Linked DNA regions of Mus musculus: all the other regions are linked to region 3. The links are chromatin contacts, called in public HiChIP or PLAC-seq maps. All regions are on one chromosome and are shown on one strand. The core of a region is the stretch at or near the end of the contact, and the rest is flanking DNA. Distances in the headings are between cores, read along the strand shown.

Region 1 (2,700 bases), core at 72-2,571, 660 kb after region 3:
TTCTTCAAAATACCATGGATTCTTAGACTTTCAGAAGGATTGTAAAGGGGGTGATTTCAGCATTCAGACCATATTTTTAATTTTTGCAACTCTTTTCTTGGTCAGGAATACTCCAATAGGCACAATCACTCACACAGAGAACCTTAATCATAATTTTTATTACATTACATTGAAATTAAAGAGCTCTCACTACTCTAGGTCTTCATCTTTGAGCTTTTAACTCTACCACATATAAAGTAAAATAACCAAATAGTTCATAGAATAACTTTGTCAGTCTCCACAATTTATTATCATACTCTTAAGATATCATTATATGCAATGAAAGAATGTCTGAAAGGAATACATTGAGATAAAGTATATGTTTCAGATTTGGGTAATTTTTTCAAATAGTGATTGTCTGTGTCCTATGTTAGGCAGAGACACGGGTGGGTTTTTGTTTGCTTGTTTGTTTTAGTTTGGCTTGAGTCTATTTCTGAAACCATCCATAAACGCCATCTCTCTGGTTAGCAGTCAGTCGCATTGATATGGTGATGTCTGTCCTCAGCGCGGCTTCCTTTGTATCTCCTACTTGGGGTCTCAATGGCAATGGAGTGGGAGCTGTCTCTGTCCTGAGTCCCTGAAGCCCAGGTTGTGTTTGTGTATGGGGAGAGTTAATGAGAACAGAATGCCTTTCTTCCCCCAGCTTCCCCAACCCCATCTGTTCAAACAAAAGGCTGAAAGGGAAAGAGAAGGAGACCCTGCTGGTCAAGGGGGGAGGAATAATAACATATATCCTTGGGCAACATTTCAGCACATGCAACCCTTTTACACTGAGCTTAAGCTTTTATTCAGACAAAAGAAGTCAGACCAATGTCATTTTTTATTTTTTTTTTCAAAAACCAAATTAAGAAAAAAAAAAACCTACATTAGGCCCAAAGGCTTAGGTTATCTTTTTTTTTTTCCTCCAATGACTACATTTATAAGTCTAAATTGGAAAATAGAAAATATAAATAGGATGAAAAAAAGAAGCATTTTGATTCTAGTGAAATGTACAGAGTTACCCATCTGTGTGGGCTGCTGTGCAAGACTTTCATTAAAAGAAATTACTAAAAGACAAGTGTTCTCACTTACTTTGCCTAAAATTCAAATAGAGCCGGTTCATGCTGCCACAACAGGGAGGAGAGAAGGCATATTTACTTCCCTTTACTTCCCAAGAGGAGTCCAGGAGAACGGCAGTGTCCAGTGGACAAGAAAGGGCTTCTTCCAGTCAGTGCCACACAAGAGCCACTGGAACCCTGGGTGGCCAGACCGACTTCCTGAAGCAGCTCACTGAGGTTCCCTGGCTCCTAGCCTATCCAAGGCTAGCCTTGTGGGATGATGGCACAGAGCTGGCTAATGCTCTGCTACACACTGCTCTCCATCAAAATAGGAGAGGAAACGATTTGATGATTTGAGATTATCCCGTTTAAGCAACAGCCATTAGGTCCTCTCACCAAGATGGAAAAGTAACTTGGTGGTTTTTTTGTCTGACAAAACTTACATTTCAAGTTGGTTGTCCCCACGGCTGTGCCGTAGTCATATGCCTGCAGGCTTGTCTTTTTCTCTTTCTTGGAAAGTGTCTAACCGATTCTGTTCTGTCTAGAGTTAACACTGATGGTTGCACTCTTATGAGGAGAGACTCACGAATGTAGACTGTTACGAAGTTAAGATGTTTGGGTTTCTCCATATTTAAGAAAGGGAAGAACCCATTTTGGGGAAGAGTTTTAGATAGCCTTTTTTTTTTTTTTTTTTTTTTTTTTTTTTTTAAAAGATTTATTTATTTATTATATGTGAGTACATTGTAGCTGTCTTCAGACACACCAGAAGAGGGAGTCAGATCTTGTTACGGATGGTTGTGAGCCACCATGTGGTTGCTGGGATTTGAACTCTGGACCTTCGGAAGAGCAGTCGGGTGCTCTTACCCACTGAGCCATCTCTCCAGCCCCTAGATAGCCTTTAAAGAGTGAAGAAATGTCACCATGAGGCTGGAGAGATGACTCAAAGGTTAAGAGCCCTGGCTGCTCCCATGTGGCAGTTTACAAACATCTGTGACTATCACTCTTGAGGATCTGCTCTTCTCCCTCTGCAGCCACCAGGCCCAAATGTGGTACACAGACATATATGTGCAGGAAAGCACTCTGACACCTAGAAGAAATACTTTTTTTTAAGGAAGATTTTTACAGCATCTCCTAGGAACTGGCATCACTCAGCAAAGTTTTGTAAGGAAACACGTTGGCGACACTGGGAGAAGGGCCATCAGGAGCTAATACAGCAAGCCACCTCAGGAAACTGGGAATGTGTGGTTTCTGAAAAGGGGAGATGACTCAGAACTGATGAGGGAACTTTGGAAGCTCAGGAAAGCACAGCTTGTCCATCTTGGTAGAATGTTTTTTCAGAAATGGCCAAGTTCATTGTATTGTCAGCAATCAATTATGCATGCAAGCAGAAGGGAAAGCAGAGGGGACAGTCACAGAGGGGACTAACAAAAGGCCATCCTCATCAGCTTCCACATTCTCTGTTTCTGTGTCTCTCCATCTCTGTCTCTCTGTCATTGTCTCTCTATCTCTGTCTCTGTCTCTCTCTGCCCCATCTCTGTCTCTCAATCTTTATCATGTCTCTCTGTCTCTCTGTCACTCTCTCTGTGTCTCTGTCTCTCTCTGCCCCTGTCTCTCTGTCTCTCAG
Region 2 (2,700 bases), core at 199-2,698, 510 kb after region 3:
CATTGTGGGTCTTAGTATTACACAGGACTCCTGGAGAACCTCACACTTGAACTGGGATGTCTTGCTCTGCTTTACGTGTGAAGGTTCTAAGTGGTAAGGTGAATGGGACTCCGTTTCCAGACTTCTTTGGCTTTCCCACCTTAGCAGCTAAGCATGCCGGGCAGACAGCTGGATTTACCCGAGGAAACGGGATGCTGGACTCTAGATCTGCTCTCCGGAGTCATTTAGAGGCTGCAGTTCAGGTACATGCAGATGGTGGGGTCATTGGAGTCTGGAGGCTAGGAGTGTGGAACATCGTCCTGCCACCGTGAACATCTGGGTGTACTTAGAAGGACGTGGCCTGGATGGTGGAGAAAATGGAATATAGAGGAGTTAGGAAAAAGCAGACAGTAAGGACTTCCTGAGGCTACAGGTTCCCAAACAAGGCTACTTCACAAAGAGCCTGCATTTTCGCAAGGCAAATCACCCCCAGCATTCCTGCAAACAAACTGCAGATTCAGCACTTCCCGCTGTGCGTGCCTTCGCGGGAGCATTTTGTCATGGCAGCTATAGATCTGTCATTCTGGGCATGGATTCTATGACGACTAAGAAAGAAGGGTGAGAATATTCACAAAAACAGTTGCCAACTGTTCTGCACTTTCTAATACTAGAATTTCAACCCTTCAAGGACATTAGAGTCCTCACCACTATCCAGACAGGGAAAGGAAGCTTAGCGAGGGAAGTGGTCTCAATCGGTCTGGAACTTTTGGCTCCCTGCCTTCAGAGATGCGCTCTCCTGGTAGTTTCCAGTAGGCAGGCATGTCTGCTCTGGTAGAAGAGGAGCGGGGAGAAGCTGCTGTAGGACTGTGGGCGTTGGTGGTTACGGGCTGGGTCATCTCTTGAGCTACATTGGAGTTTAAGTGTATTATGTGTGCTGAAAAATGTATGAGTTGGGGGAGGGGTAGAAATTGGTTCTTGAGCCATGTGGATATGCGGGTTGGAGCTTTTAATGATGGCAAACAATGAGGGCTTGGATTTTATGCACAATTGTAAGTGTGTGTGTGTGTGCGCGTGCGTGTGTGATCTTGGGGGTATGTTGGGGTGCTGGGTGGAGAGACATCAACCCCTGCGTCATGTATTCAGGAATTCAGGATGAAATTTGTTAGGCTGTGTGCTAGTGGGTCCACTTGGGAGGGGAGATGTCAGTCCCTGGCCAGGCCGTGTGTGTGTGTGTGTGTGTGTGTGTGTGTGTGTGTGTGTGTGTGTTCAGGATGAGATTTGTTAGGCTGTGTGCTAGTGGGTCCACTTGGGAGGGGAGATGTCAGTCCCTGGCCAGGCCGTGTGTGTGTGTGTGTGTGTGTGTGTGTGTGTGTGTGTGTGTGTGTGTGTGTGTCCCCGTGCCCCGCCCTCCGCTGCAGGTGGGCCGGGCCGGCAGCGGGGCCCGCAGCGCTCGCAGCTCTTGGCTGGCGGCCGCGCCGGGCTAGCAGGGCTGGGCTGGGGCTGCGGGGCGGCGCCGGGACAGGAAGCGGAAAGCAGCAGAGACCAGCGGCCGCGGCGGGGCTGTGCCTCCACTGCAGCCCAGCGCAGGCCGCGGAGCCCGGGCGCTGCAGCCGAGAGCGCGGGCGTGGAGCGCGACGGGCCGGCGCCGGGGTGAGTCCCGGGAGAGGCGGGCGCGGCGCGGCGCGGCGGCTCGAGACTGAGCTGGGTGGGAGGTCAGGCCAACTGCGGGTGTCCCTGCTCCCCAGCAGTCCGACTGGGGTCCGGGCCCTCGGACCGGGAGACCCCTGGGTTCCTCCGGGTCGAGCTCCCCGAGACGCGGGTCCTTCCATCCCTGCCCCGGGCTCTCTCCGCTCCATTCCAGTGCTCGGAGTCCTGGGGCAGCCTGCGCTACCTCGGACTTCTTTGCCTTGTCTGGCCTTCGGAGTGCGCCCCTGAGTGCGCGTGCCGGGTGGTGGCCAGGGAATGACGGCGTGTCGGAGGCAACCAGTGGCTGGACGCGCCTTGCAGGGCAGAACGCGATGGGGGTCCCCGCCAGGACCCGGGGTCAACTGGCCGGTTTTCCAGCACAGGAACGGAGCTGGCTCGTGTTTCTCACTTCGCTTACAAAACCGCAGCCCGGGAGGCCTGGGGGGCGCGGCCAGTTGCGCATCGCGGAGCGCAACAGGCAGGTAGTTTACTTTCAAAAGCGCCGGGGCGGAGCAGAGGCGAGCAGCCAGTCCCAGCCAAAGGAGGAGTCCCTGTCCTGGGCAACCTCGCCGCACTCGGGCAGCCTTAGACACCAGTCGAACCTTATTTCATCCTGCAGCCATTGAACTGCCCCGAGCAGCGCGCCCAGAGAAGTGTGAAGCTTTATAAAAATTTAAAAGCGTCGGTGGTGGAAGCAGGAGTGGGGGCGGAGCCGTAGCCTGGTGGGCTAAGTGATGAGGAGAGGAGAGTCGGAGCCGGGCAATCTCAATTTTCATGTCTCCAAACCGGGTGTGATGCCCAGATCGCGAAGATGAGCTCCTTCTGAAGTTCATGGAGGGGTGGCAGGGGTCTTTATTGGCATGGTTGTGTGGTTGGTGCGTGCGTTAGTTTGAACCCGTTTGAGGGGACTGTGGTCAGGAGTGCGCGCGCCCTTACAGGCGAATTCCAAAAGTTAGCTGTGAAGACTAGTGTTTTCACTGACGTGTTTATACGTTTTACGGGGTTTGCTGAAAAAATATTATAAGTTATGTCACC
Region 3 (2,700 bases), core at 141-2,640:
TTCGTTTTTCTCTAGAATTAGTCTTTGGAACTGTTACCTAGCTTCTTTGTGACTTTCCCTCTTGGAAGCTGTTTTACTGAGAACCCGTCGGGCTAACCGTGTTGTCTGGCCACAGTGAAGTGGGCTGGCAGGGCAAGCTCGCTCTGTGCCTTCAGGTCTGCCCCCGAAAACTGGAATTTGGAGAGGAGTGACTGAGGACTGGAGTGCTATTCATTCTGTCAAGAGTGGATCATTCCTGTCTGTCTGAGGCTATGGCACAGCCTCTGCCCCCTGCTCTTCTCCAGTCCTTCTCTCTGAAGTGAGCTGTCTTCTTCTAATATGCTAGCTTTATATTGAAGACAGACAGGTTCTGTTATTGTTACTTATAGCCAAAGAACCCCAAACAAGCTGCCTCCAATTCTCTATTCTCAGTCCATTCCTAGGCTCTGTCTCCATTAAGGCTCTTTAATGGCACTGAAGGTCATTAAAGAACCATGATCCAGATAGCTCGTAAACAACAACAGTCATTGCCCACATTTCTAGAGCAGCAGTTCTCAACCCGTGGGTTTTGACCCCCATGTGGGGGTTGAATGACCCTTTCACAGGAATCAGATAGCATATATTCACATTATAATTCATAATAGTAGCAAAATTAAAGTTTTGAAGTAGCAAGGAAATAATTTTATGGTTGAGGTCACCACAACATGAAGAACTGCATTAAAGGGTCGCAGCATTAGGGAGGTTGAGAACCACTGTTCGAGAGGCTTGTAGAGGAAGACCAAGATTGAGCACCCAATAGATTGGTATCTAGTGAGGCTCTTGTCTCATAGTGGCACTTTCCAGCTGCGGCTTAACACAGTGGAAGGAATGGCCACCCTGTTGAGTTCCCTTATGAGGGCATGGATGGCATTCGTGAGGGACTCTCATCTATGACCCAGTCACCTCCCAAGGTCTCCTGTAATAGAAGCAATCTAAGCTTATCCCCGACTAGCTTACAAGTAAATGAGACTCAGACTATGGTTATTCTATTTTTATTTTGTCTTTGACAATTGCTGGGGGCTCTCCCCTAATCTACTCTGCTAACTGCTGGCCTGGCTACCTCCACAGTGGTGTACCCCAGATATTTGCTGTTTCTCCTGGCCACGTGCTCACTGTCCATCTCTCCCCCTGGCAGCTTCCTCCTCTCCCTCAAATTTTCTTCCTCCTCCTCTTGGTCTCTCCTCATTCCTTCCTCTCCCATCCCCCCCCCCAAGCAGATAACTCCAAACCCACCTACCTCTAATCCCTCCAGTGATTGACTATAACCAATTTTATTTAACCAATAGTTTTAAACCAAGGAACAAGATTTGCACAACAAAAGCTTGTAAACCGGAGAATTCACTCCTAGGCCAAGACCTTCCACAGAATTTAGCATTACAATACACAGCAACAGACCAAACCTCAACTGTCTCTCACAACACTCACACTGCTGGTTAGTTTTCAGCATCTGCACTTTTTAAAAAAAATCAGAACCCAACCACAGCCTGCAAGGCCCAAACTAGTTGTCTCTCCACCACACCTTCCCACCACCCTCCTCCATGTCTCCTGAGACTTCTGAAAGTATAATGTAAAAACAAAATTCTAGGCCTTTAGGCCCAGGCTTGGGAATGTGACCTCTGTGATCCATTGCTCCAAGGTATGCTAATCATAAAACAAATAGCGACATTCCTCCACCCACTGCTTCCTGGGTTCAAAGAGTGTTCATTCAAAGAAAGTCATCCAGACCATTGCTGGAACCCGCTATGCAAATGTGCTATTGTTAGGGGCTCTTAGAAACTGTCTTGAGAGATACCCTGCACAATTACCAGGTATTCCTTGTGACTCTTGTGACTTTGCACTTCCTTGGGACTCTTAATCAACAATGCACTCCCCACTTCCTTGAGTTGAGGTTTCTTCCTTTAAATACCCCCTTACCCAGCTACTCGGCATGCCACGGTCCTCTACCCCTGCGTGGTGTATGACCCTGGGCCTGAGAGAGCTCTTGAATAAAAAAAAAATCCTCTTGCAGTTTGCAGCAAGACCGTTTCTTGTGAGTGATTTTGGGTGTCGCCTCTCCTGAGTCAGAACGTGGGGGAGTCCTCACATTGTGGGTCTTTCACTTTTTGCCCATTTCCCCTTCCTTGGGCTCTGCATGCTTTATGCTGGGTTTTTGCATGTGCTTGCTCATGCCTGCAGTGTGCTTTGGGGTCTGCAAATGTTCCTCCCAGCTATTGGCCAGATTTCAGGGTTGTAAGTTTTCCTGGAACACACCTGATACATCTATCACAACACATACCAGTTTGTAATTACAGTCAGCCTCCTTCCTGTGTGCATTGATTTTATACTCATGGGTTCAAGCAATGATGGATTGCAAACATTTGACTAAAAACCTGTGTCCTGAAAGGACATATTTTCTTTTTGTGTCATTATTCCCAAACCCCTGCCCCAGAAAAGAATAATAAATATTGACACAACATTCTCAGTATATTAGGTGAGAAGATGATTTGGAGTGTCTGGGAGAATGTGTATAGTTATGAAAACACCGTAGCATCTTCCATGTGAGAGTTGAGTACCTGCAGACTGGGCAGGATCCTGGGTCCCGTGGATGCTAAAGGAGGACTTTGTGTGTCTCTGGGTGAATTATCTGTTCATTGTTCACCTGCCTGCTGGTTGCTAAGCTGCACAAAGGTTCGACTCTGTGAC
Region 4 (2,700 bases), core at 172-2,671, 560 kb after region 3:
GTTGCCCACCCCCAGAATATTATTCTGTGTAACTTCAAACTGGAAATCGTTTACAAAAGCAAGAGTGTCTAGCATGCTGTGGTATATCATCTGTTGCAATGTGGGTGAACACTTGAATATTTTGTTACAAAAGTCCACATACAACAGGTTGCAAATAGAAAACTATTGTCCCCTTGTGCAGAGGAATAGCTTCTGTCAAGGAGAAGGGACCGCTGGTTTCCTATCTCCAGGGTTTCTTAAAGTTGTCTGATATATTCCCGTTTCATTTTTTAAATGTATGCTTTCTTGGATTTTTATTTAAAAAAGAAAAGTCCAATGTAGAAAATTATGTTTTCAGCCAGCTGTGGTAGATTATCACCGTAATCACACTGCTTGGGAGGCCAAGGCAGAAGGCTTATGGATTCAAGACCACCCTGTGCTATGTAGTGAATTCTGGTCCAGCCTGTGCTACCTATCAGAAACTTTCTCAGAAACAAAACAAAAACAAACAAAAAAACAACCAATCAAACAAGAACAAAACCAAAACCGAAACTGGAGCTGGTGAGACGGCTCTTTGGATAAAGGTGCTTGCTGCCAAGCCTGAGTTCAGGCCCCAGAACTACATGCTGGAAGGAGAGAACTGACTCGGGAAACTGTTTTCCAGCACACACATGCCATGGCATGCATAGGCGTGCACACACACAAACTCAGAGAGAGAGACAGAGACAGAGAGAACACAAAGTAATTAGAACCCCCACACTATCAACAAAACCGCACTCTGCCCCCACCCCCCACTCCTTCCAGTTCGGGCTGACGTGTGTTCTCTTAGCTGAGTCTGAGTCTAGCTTTTAAGGCAGAGATGCTTTAATACTAGACACGCCTGCGTTTTGGAAGCCTGCTTTCTTCACTCAAGGTTTCTTGGATCATTCATTCCATACACTCAGATCTGACTCACGCAGCTTTCACTGTGAATAGCTGCTCCCGATTCCACCAGATATGTAGATTTGCCTAACCACTTGTCTGTTGGTGCACCTTTGAATTAAGTTTCACTGGTCAAAGCCAGGGGTTGGCTGTTTCTGTGACTCCGATTTCACTGGAGCACAGCAGCGCTTTCTTGTGTGCCTATCACCATGGCTACAGCTGCTTGCACTGCCCGGCAGAGTGGAGGAGTTATGAAAGAGGATTGCTTGAAACCCAAAAAGGTCCTCACCTTGGCCTAGGACCAGATGGCTACATGCCAGTATTTTTCAATTTATATTGTCAGTTCATTCTTTCTCCCAACCAAACTGATGTATGTATTTAATTCCATGCCAGGCACATTAGAAAGTCATACTTTAAAAAGTGGAAGACAGGGTTGACGTAGTTCTTATCTTCTACAAGTTTGAAGCCTCGAGGGGAGGAGACAGCAAGTCAGCAGAGTTCAGGAAGTGAACTATGGCATGACGTCATCGCCAGGGGTTTCAGGAGCTTTGGCAAAAGAACACGTTGATCCATCTGAGGGATAGTGTAAGATGTGAAGGTCTAGGAGGGATTTCTGGGACAGCTCTCAGCAGGAGGGATGGCACATGAAGATGTAGTGGAATCAGAGAACTTCAGTCTGCTTGGTGTCGTGTCCCTGGAGCAAGCACTCAGGAGAGGGGACGTGGGTCTGGCCATACGGAGCCCTAGCCACACATGCATCAGTTCTGCATGACAGACAACACCCACAGTGTGCCTACTGGGAGTGCTTTGTGCACCTCTTGGCAGCTCAGTGGGCGAGGTTGAGAGAACCGGGCAAATGACTGAGCAAGGTCACACAACCAGCAGGTGGTAGAGCCATGCAGTTTTGTCTGTGCGGTTGTCCTTGTCTGTCTGCCCAGGATTCACTGACTACGTCTCTGTTCCAGGCACTCAGCCTGCCCTCGGGGATTCTTGGCTTTAGCAGGGAGGGAGAGGTGCCCGTGTCTTCAGGTGGCATGTTACATCAACAGTGGTAGCCAATCCACTTCCCTCAACTCACCCTCTGATTGTAAATTGCCAAAAGAAAATTCCGAAGCCCAAGGAGTCTTCCTTCTACAGAGAGGGTCTCGTGGGCCTTCAGCATGAGAGGCTGAACTCTAGTCTAAGGTATGGGGTAGTTGGGTAACATTTTCTAGGGAAAACAAGATGGAGCCTAGCTATAACGCACAGCAACCCTTGTAACTTCACCAATGTTCTTCCTTGGCTTTCAGGCTTTCCTTGAACGATACCTCAGTGCGGGCCCCACCTTGCAGTATGACAAGGATCGATGGCTCTCGACACAGTGGAGACTTATTAGTGAGGAGGCTGTGACAAACGGGTTACGGGATGGAATTGTTTTCGTCCTTAAATGCTTGGACTTCAGCCTCGTGGTCAATGTGAAGAAAATCCCATTCATTGTACTCTCAGAAGAGTTCATAGACCCTAAATCTCACAAGTTTGTTCTTCGCTTACAGTCTGAGACATCAGTCTAAAATTTCTATACTTGTGGCTTTATGAAAAACAAAAGAATATATAAATATATATATATATATATGTCCAGGAGGAAGTTCTTTTATAAAGATTTTTTAAAATTCTTCAATGCTGACTCAAACTGGCAGAGGATAGACCAGTATCCTTCGACCATCTGCACTTTATTTGGAAGGAAGCAGGAGATGCCCACCCCAACAAGTGACTGTTGGCATCTGACTTTAATAGATGGGACTTCTGAAGAAGCTGTTCCCT

What was found. HiChIP or PLAC-seq counts read pairs in DNA pulled down with a chosen protein or histone mark.
Region 1: a contact with region 3 is called in an H3K27ac HiChIP or PLAC-seq map of embryonic stem cells, with 5 times the contacts expected there. The contact joins two enhancer-like sites. A contact is called at or near these places in 2 of 484 Hi-C or Micro-C datasets (colorectal tumor organoids and embryonic fibroblasts) and 1 of 115 datasets of contacts at active chromatin or transcription factors (embryonic stem cells).
Region 2: a contact with region 3 is called in an H3K27ac HiChIP or PLAC-seq map of embryonic stem cells, with 3 times the contacts expected there. The contact joins the promoter of Vangl1 here to the enhancer-like site in region 3. A contact is called at or near these places in 6 of 39 promoter capture datasets (the 3T3-L1 cell line, cranial neural crest, liver and 1 more), 2 of 115 datasets of contacts at active chromatin or transcription factors (embryonic basal ganglia and embryonic stem cells) and 1 of 9 other capture datasets (embryonic stem cells).
Region 4: a contact with region 3 is called in an H3K27ac HiChIP or PLAC-seq map of embryonic stem cells, with 2.6 times the contacts expected there. The contact joins two enhancer-like sites. A contact is called at or near these places in 1 of 484 Hi-C or Micro-C datasets (embryonic stem cells), 4 of 115 datasets of contacts at active chromatin or transcription factors (embryonic stem cells and pancreatic cancer cells) and 1 of 9 other capture datasets (embryonic stem cells).

What each region holds. Positions count from the first base shown.
Region 1 is chr3:102,054,027-102,056,726 of GRCm38.p6, reverse strand. No RefSeq gene overlaps it. Among named protein-coding and RNA genes, the nearest start is that of Casq2, 31 kb to the left of the region's middle. Within about 2 kb of position 1,321, at least 17 of the 459 cell types and tissues checked have an H3K27ac peak or open chromatin away from gene starts, as enhancers often do. A contact at or near this core is called in embryonic stem cells, where this site is marked.
Region 2 is chr3:102,203,441-102,206,140 of GRCm38.p6, reverse strand. It overlaps Vangl1 (VANGL planar cell polarity 1), which reads left to right and starts at 1,448. Exons shown (of 8, transcript NM_177545.5): 1 at 1,448-1,629. It overlaps Gm16160 (a long non-coding RNA gene), which reads right to left and starts at 2,301. Exons shown (of 3, transcript XR_375921.3): 1 at 1,871-2,301; 2 at 1-340.
Region 3 is chr3:102,716,806-102,719,505 of GRCm38.p6, reverse strand. No RefSeq gene overlaps it. Among named protein-coding and RNA genes, the nearest start is that of Tspan2, 17 kb to the left of the region's middle. Within about 2 kb of position 1,390, at least 19 of the 459 cell types and tissues checked have an H3K27ac peak or open chromatin away from gene starts, as enhancers often do. A contact at or near this core is called in embryonic stem cells, where this site is marked.
Region 4 is chr3:102,157,987-102,160,686 of GRCm38.p6, reverse strand. Vangl1 (VANGL planar cell polarity 1) reads left to right here. Exons shown (of 8, transcript NM_177545.5): 8 at 2,190-2,700. The coding sequence ends at 2,450. Among named protein-coding and RNA genes, the nearest start is that of Gm16160, 45 kb to the left of the region's middle. Within about 2 kb of position 1,421, at least 75 of the 459 cell types and tissues checked have an H3K27ac peak or open chromatin away from gene starts, as enhancers often do. A contact at or near this core is called in embryonic stem cells, where this site is marked.